Regions from separate parts of the Mus musculus genome. Here region 1 is linked to region 2. A link is a contact called in public Hi-C data. All regions are on one chromosome and are shown on one strand. The core of a region is the stretch at or near the end of the contact, and the rest is flanking DNA. Distances in the headings are between cores, read along the strand shown. Region 1 overlaps Gm36865 (a long non-coding RNA gene). Region 2 has its middle 140 kb from the start of Gm39035.

Region 1 (3,871 bases), core at 1,171-3,670, 310 kb before region 2:
AGACACAGACACAGATACAGATACAGATACAGATACAGATACAGATACAGATACAGACACAGATACAGACACAGATACAGATACAGATACAGATACAGATATACAGATACAGATACAGATACAGATACAGATACAGATACAGATACAGATACAGACACAGACACAGACACAGACACAGACACAGACACAGACACAGACACAGACACAGACACAGACACAGACACAGATACAGATACAGATAGATACAGATACAGATACAGATACAGATACACTCACTTGGCAAGGGCCTACTGGGTGCCATTTGTAGGATCACTATGTGCCAGAGCCCCCTTTGGAGAATTCCCTCGTTTAGTCCTGGCATAAGGTATGCCATTAACTCTGCTTACCAATGGGAAAGCTGAGGAGGTGTGCCAGCTGCTGGGTTAAGTTCTGTCTGCTTCTGACATAAAGGCTTCTGTAGCTTAGTATTAGGTGGGCCTCTGAGTTGGGGTTCACACCCTCAGGGTTGGGATAGATAGAGAGCAGGGATGTTTACGAGGTCTTTTCTTGGAATTTTTCTTTTCCTTTTTGGCAAAATAACTGAGATGTACTTATTGCACGAGTTTCAGAGTTACATTAAGTCACCCACTCTCTTTAATCCCCACCACCTTCTACTCAGAGCTTGGAAACAGGTTTTCTGAGTACTTCCAGCATTTCATCTTTACATACTCTGGTTTCTTACAAGGTCGTGAGGAGGGTAAGGCTGAGAACATTCCAAAGGGATTATGCACATTCTGCAAGAACCTGAAAAAGCAATTGATAAAGGCTTAGCTGCTTACCCAGGGATACAGGTGTGGGGGGGCCATCACACAGAGGGAGCCTCACAAGGTTCCCAGGCCTTTGTCATCTTATAGCCCCCTCCTCCAGAGGCTGAATCCTTACCAGAGATTAAAATGTAATGACACAATGAATTGAGACCAGAAATCATCATTGGAAACTGTTCTTTGAGGCATTATAGGACATGTGGCATTATGCGCAAACATGAAAGGGGATTTCAGATGCAGCAGTGGGCTTCCATTTATACACATTTTAAACATTTTTATAGATTTGCAGAGGGAGAAGCTTTGCAGCCTAGAGTCTTTAGGAGAAAATGGAAGCTGCATTTTAGTGAGGGAGAAGGGAATAATAAGAACCACCTGAAAATCAACCAGAGGTAGGGAAGAAGGAGAACACTGAGGGTGACGCGAGTGGGTGCAAAGCACAGTGCCATTGCAGAGTAAAGCTAGAGTGGTTTATTGGTGGATACCAGTTTCAGTTGTTATATTTTGGTTGGACAAATGCTATCTACTATATCAGTTATCTTGGGCTACTATTTAAAAGCATCATAGCCAGGATATTATAAACAATGGCAGTTTATTTCTGGATGCTAAATGTTCAAGACCTTGGTAATGGTATCCTTCTTTGTCTGGCAGATGTGTTTCTAGGCACTAGTGTGGACTTTCTTTCATGTAGTACAAAGTGGGCCTTTTTCTTAACAACCGCTCTCAGGGCAATTATTTCCCCAATACAGCACTCCCAAATACCATTACACTGACAGCTACAGTGTCAACATCATTATAAAGAGATATGCACATCCAATTCATAGTGATGACACTGACAAAAAGACTTCTTTCAGGAAGGGCACACTTGAGAGCTTACAGTTAATCTAAGCAGGCAAAACCTGGGCCTCGTTGTAGCTGTAGTATACTGCATTATGGCCTTTGCTACGTGAATAAGCCCTAAAAGCTGTTAGTACTATTGACATTTCTGACGCTGTTGTGGGTAGTGTCCATGACTCAGAGAATTCCTGTTTGGATGCAGTACAGTTGTATTTGCCTCACACATTTTCACCTTGCTTCCTGCTTTGAATTGTCATTGCACGGTCAGGTTGTTCAGAAATATTTCTCAAGGGCCCATGAAAACCTATGAAGTATAATAATGGTCTATAAATGTGGATGCTTCACTTTGTCCTTCCTGGGCTTATATCATTTTCAAAAGGGTAAGCATTTTCGTGTGTGTGTGTGTGTGTGTGTGTGTGTGTGTGTGTGTGTGTGAGAGAGAGAGAGAGAGAGAGAGAGAGAGAGAACGGTCTTTCAGCATTCAATGCTGTTCAGCCATTGTTGGCCTCAGGCTGGGAGTATACCGGCCCAGATTGAGCACATTTACGTTCGCTGCAACCCGTGGGACTGGTATTGATTTACTATCACATTTGGGAAAGAGAAACATACGGGGACACACTTGCTATGTCATGCCTCATTTGCTTGGAAGCGAGAGTGCAGCTGATCTGGGAGTGTGGTGACCCCTGGAACGAAATTCCATGTGTGATAAATTGTGAGCTCTACCGTGCAACAGAGAATCAACACATGTGGGGATGAGAACGTCACTTGGGTGGATGACCCAGCTGTGAGGAGGAGGTAACAGCAACTCAGGCTGTTGGTAAGCACTGCTAGCTCAGCTCCTGGCAGTGCTGGGCTGACCTTTTCCCACCCGGTCCATCTGGATTTTATGATTTTTGTTTCTTGTTTTGGCAACTACTGAAATTGAGGTGCTACTTCTGAGGTCAAAGAGGCTGTCAGTGGGCAGTGCTCCATGTCATTTCCCTTCTCTGAGGAAATGCTCTTTTAAGAGCTTTGCTGTAAAATTCACAGCCTCATTCTAATTTTTCAAGACAGATGCAGAGCACTTAAGGTGACACCAGTGACTCAAATAAGAGCAGATGGGGATGGAGGGTTAAGCACTATGTCTTTTCCCTCCTCCGCCTCCTCCTCTTTTTCCTCTTCCTCTTCTTCTTTAACTATTTACTGAATTCTTGTGAATTTCACATCATTCATCTCAACCCCACTCATCTCTCAATCCCTCCATATCTTCCCTCTGCCCTTGAAACCACCCCCAAGAAGACAAAAATAAAAACAAACAAAAAAAAAAAAAGAGAGAGAGAGAGAAAAATAAAAAAACTTTTAAAAACTCATCTTGCTGTGAAACTGTGTGGTGTATCATGGTGTGTCCCACAGTATACCCTCTTGTTCGGTTGCTTTACCTGATAATATACATTGCAATGAGTCATTGATCTGGTTTGAGACCTCTGCTATCTGCTGCATTATCAATACTGAATCTTCACTGGTGAAGGGGGAGTAGTTCTGATGCGAAGGTCTTGTTCCCCAATTGGCTCTTGATTTGTCAGTCAAGAAAGCAGGGAGCTAATTGGTGGGTGGAAGGTACAGATGGGACTTCTGGGTCCTAGGAGGAAAAAAGGAGCAAGAAAGAAGAGAGGCGCTTTCAGCTGTGCTTTGGAGGAAGAACACAGAAGCCATGTGTCTCAGGGGGGAGCTCCGTCCTGTGGCTTCTGCTACAGGCGGGTGGCCAAGGATGTTTTGCAGGGTCTAGGCAGGATTAGCCACTGAAGTTTAGGGCAAGTGGAGAGACAGAGATAATAAATTGCTAAGGGCATGCTTTTCCAGTTAGGATATAGTAACAGCCAGCAATTGTGCCTAGAGGGCAAATTATAAAGTGCCAATCTCTCTCTCTCTCTCTCTCTCTCTCTCTCTCTCTCTCTCTCTCTCTCTGTGTGTGTGTGTGTGTGTGTGTGTGTGTGTGTGTGTGTGTGTGTGTATTGCCCTGTGTCATGGGGATCCTGCAGCTTTAGTTCTCCAGGACTGACCCCTTCAGCAGTTGTACAGCCCATCAACTCTCTTGCACCTACCTCACCCTACCTCACCAGAGGCAGTTCTCCTCATTAGCCCAGGCAAGGGACAGGAACAGCTCTCCTGCTTGTGGCAGCCGGCAGGGGACAGGGCTGACCCTCTGGTGCTCATGTCACCAGGGCCAGCTTTCCAGTACTGCTCTGCCAAGCTGC
Region 2 (4,087 bases), core at 1,030-3,529:
AGCAGTAAAACCCTAACTAAGACAGCTGGTGACAGGACTGGAGGTACCCCAGGGTTTCTTCACTATCACCTCTTAGACTGTATTCTAAGACAGCTAACAAGCTTTGTGCATTGTTCCTGAACTTAACTGTATAATGCCTCTGCTTGCCTCCTGTGATTCATTTACAGTCTTGCTTTCACAATCCATGAGGAAAACCAGGGACATCAGAGCACTAGCAGGTCAAACTAAGATAGATGAAGTGCATCAGTGGAGTAGATGTTGTGTTGGGCCAGTTCAGAGCCCTGGATCTGGCCCTGAGTGATATATGAGCTGGTCAGCCTCTGGTTCTCCTGCCCTCTCACCTTCAGAGCCAGCTCACCAGCAACTCCTGCGATCAGGGCCAGCTCTACCATGCCAGGCAAAGTATAGGGTTTGCTCTCCCAAGTGTTGCAGCCAGTGAGGGACATGGCCAGTTCTCCCACTCTCATGACCCTGGGGCCAGCTCTTCTACTTGCCTTAGATAGAGAAGGATAGGGATGGCTGGAGGCTATCTCTCCCTCATCCACACCACCACCCAGCAGACAAGAATTTGGGCAGGCTCAACTGAAACTCATACATTCAGGATTAGCTCTACTGTGCTGCCCAGGAGAAATGCAGGGCCCAATCTCCAGAATGCTACAATAAGCGAGGGGCAGGAACAGCTCCTGCTCTTGAGACCCCACCTTGGGGCCAACTTTCCCACCCACCCCTAATGGGGTAGGCAAAAGTGAAGGGAGGGGATCTCTCCCCTGCCAATGCCACCACATAGTAGAAAAGAGGCAGGGCTGACTCTCCCACACTTATGCCCTCAGGGCATGATCACCCTCAGTGCCCACAACCAGGGCCTGCTCTGCTGTGTAGGAGTGCTTGAAGGAGCCTGTGTTTTAGATAGCAAACTACAGGATCTCCATGACACAGGGCAACAATAGGCTCTCCAAGAGGAGTCCCAGGGAAGTTCCACTACTGATGGAGTAGCAGAAGGCAGATGACTCACTCCATGAACAAAGCAAAGAAGTGTGGACAGAAGTGTGGACAAAATCATATGCATGGGACATAGTGTGACATACTACAGCTTCCACGGTGAGATTTTTTTCCCCCTCTGTTAGTGCAGATGTTGAAAGTGTGGAGGGCACATACAAGGGGAGGGGAGATGAGTGGGATTGGGGTGTATGATGTGAAATTCAAAAGAGAACCAAAGTATTTTACAAAAGATTGAAGACATGAGCCAGACTGGAACAGAACCTGTTGCAGAGTTGTAGACGTGAGCTGTGCACGAGTCTTGTGATGAAGACAAACAGATAACTGTAACAGGGCCACCACATACAACTGTATAGGCAGCTACATACCTTCAGTGGAAGATGTTCAAATAGACTGATAATTAGTGGTGCTGCCAGGTTAACCCTCACACCTAGTTTTTCCTTTCCTGTGTTAACCAAAATTTCCCTAATGTCGCTGCAAGAAAATAAAGCTTTAGAGATTAACTTTGTACTGTAAGAATATATAACAATTAAGTTTGTAGGAAGAGACAAAAAGGAGAATTTAAACAAACTTGTACAGATAGAGCAGTCTTTATTTAATGTCAGATGGTGGCATCCTAAGTCCTGACCATGCCAGGGTCTGATGTCTTCTTTGGCAACCACTGGGTGACTGGGGCTGGGGCTGGGTCAGCTGCTTTTCTTAGGAGGAGGAATTCCTTTAACATAGAAAAAGCTTTCTACTTGTAAGTAAGGCCGCAAGAAAGTAAAGCTTACGCAGTTGCATAATGCTGAAAGAGCCACGGTTGTGTTGGAATGCACACCCACCAGCTCTCAATAACCACTTAGTATCTCTCCCCAGCCATGTGTTGGGTGACACCACAGAGGTAACCTGAAGTCAGGCAGGATGGTTTATTTAGACCACAGACATTGCCAGGTACTCAAAGGCAGGGCCTCTCTACTCTCTGCAGTTCTGTATGTGTCATGGAACTATATCCTCTCTCCAAGGTTTGATGTTTCATCTCAAGAATGGGGAGGGGGGAGTAGGGAAGGGGAAAGGCATCTTGAGTGACCTGTCCTTATTCATCATTAGTTCTTCATAATTGTATGAATTCCCAGAATGAAGAAGAAAAGTTCCGGAGCAACGTATTTTGTCAAGCTTTTCTTACTCACTTTTAGTTAGATTAGAAAATGTTATTTAAAGTGGTTAGTATGATTCAGACAATGGACACATGGACATTTCCCTAAGGTCTTATAAATTACCATTTGATTTGTGAAGTGGATGCTCTGCCAGGCATTGTGCTGCACTATGTGTGACTCATGCTTATTCGCTCATTTGGCTCTCACAGCTGTGTTGTGGGGCCAGGAGAGCCCGGATCACAGATGAGGGAGGGGAGGCCCTGAGAAGTCGGTGCCTTCCCAAATGTCCCAGAGTTGGAAAACATCCAGCTTTGGTGCCTTTGTTGTCTGTGTAACATATGTGGATACCAGATATATAAATCATACCTTGAGCCCATGCAAATATCAAATTACATGTGGTGTCAAATCAATAAAAATCTCTAGGTAGAAGCTAAAATGAAAGATCTAACTCTTGATATCAAAGGCAGAATGAAGTTTAGTCTATAGGGAAAATTGTAAATTTCCCTTGAAAAAACATTCTAGCCTTGGGATTTCATATCTGTAGGCCTCTATTGGAAGCCAATAATAGTTGCTTCAAAGAAGGATCAACACCAGAGTGGGTTGAGGAGAGGGCATCAGGCAGGCTCTGTAGACTGAAACTCCCAGGCAAGAGTAGCCTTGTCCTTGGAGACTTTATTGAGAGAGAAAAGAGGAACCTTCATAAAACGGTTATTTCCATGCTCTCAAAGTATCTGGAATATTTTTTGAAACACTGCAATTAATAAAAATGTGTTTGGAGTTGACTGTCAAACTCGCTGAAGATGAAAAAATGTATGTCTTCAACAATAACAGCATTTGAATCATATAGTGTGTGTCTGGCAGATATTCTTTCCCAATGACCAGGCTAATTCAAGTGTATACCTGCTTAGAAGTGCAAACGAAAGCCTATCAGAAGCAAAGAGGAAGAGGAGGAGGAGGAGTAAGGGAGCCAGTTATAGGACTGCAACAATCACACAACAGTTACAAGATTGCGAATTTGCAAATATCTAGGACTCAAAGCCCAGAGCAATGGCACTGAGCTTGTGCTTGTACCATCTAAGGAATTGGGGAGCACACCAGACATTTCAGTATCTAATGGAGTGAGAGCCAAGTTCTAAGGTTTGCAAATGTTAGCCTCCTCTAAGGAGCTTACCCAGAAACTCATATGACCCATGGTCTTGGGGACATTGGAAGGCACATTCATAAATAACATAGTTATGGATAGCATAGCCATGGATTCCTTCTGGTTTGTTTCCATTTCATTAAAACTTTTAACCTTGTGGGTCATACAATATTAAAAACATAACCAACAGGCAGGAGAATAGAGAATCAGGAAGGATTAGGAAACTTCTCAAGCTGTTTAGTTTTTAGCTGCTCTGGGAAATGACTGATTCAATGGTAAAGCCAGGCCATAGGACATACTTGGGGCAGATAACTAGGTTTTGATAACGTATCTATCAAATCAAATGATGTATAGCTGTCCTTCATATTCACAGAATCAACATCCACAGAATCAACTACCTTTCGGTAAAGAACTGTCAGAAAAAGAGTTGAAATGAATATGCATAGTCATTTTTCTTGTCATTCTTCTCTAAACTCTACAGTCCAGTAGCATTTATATCTCACTGGGCATTGTAGACCACCAAAAGATGATAGGACATGTACAGGTAGATATTCACTGGTGCTGTGTAAATACTACACCATTTAATACAAGGACCTTGAGTGTTTGCAGATCTAAGTATCTGCTCAGCCCCAAGAAACAACTCCCTGTAAGTAAGTACAGAGGAGTAACTGTATGTAAGAAACTGATCAAAATTATAGACGTGTGTTACCAATGACAGTTCGATGATATTAGCTGAATAATAAGGTTGATTATGCAAAGCCAGACGCAGTTCAGTTCATTTATAAAATTTCTCTTGGTGCTCATTAAAGTGTTT

The links. Hi-C and Micro-C count contacts between places; a contact is called where the count stands out from the background.
Region 1: a contact with region 2 is called in a Hi-C map of muscle stem cells, with 2.2 times the contacts expected there. The contact joins two enhancer-like sites.

What each region holds. Positions count from the first base shown.
Region 1 is chr7:72,750,175-72,754,045 of GRCm38.p6, reverse strand. All of the region lies in intron 3 of Gm36865 (a long non-coding RNA gene), which reads left to right. Among named protein-coding and RNA genes, the nearest start is that of Gm36865, 75 kb to the left of the region's middle. Within about 2 kb of position 2,420, at least 29 of the 459 cell types and tissues checked have an H3K27ac peak or open chromatin away from gene starts, as enhancers often do. A contact at or near this core is called in muscle stem cells, where this site is marked.
Region 2 is chr7:72,440,408-72,444,494 of GRCm38.p6, reverse strand. No RefSeq gene overlaps it. Among named protein-coding and RNA genes, the nearest start is that of Gm39035, 140 kb to the right of the region's middle. Within about 2 kb of position 2,279, at least 44 of the 459 cell types and tissues checked have an H3K27ac peak or open chromatin away from gene starts, as enhancers often do. A contact at or near this core is called in muscle stem cells, where this site is marked.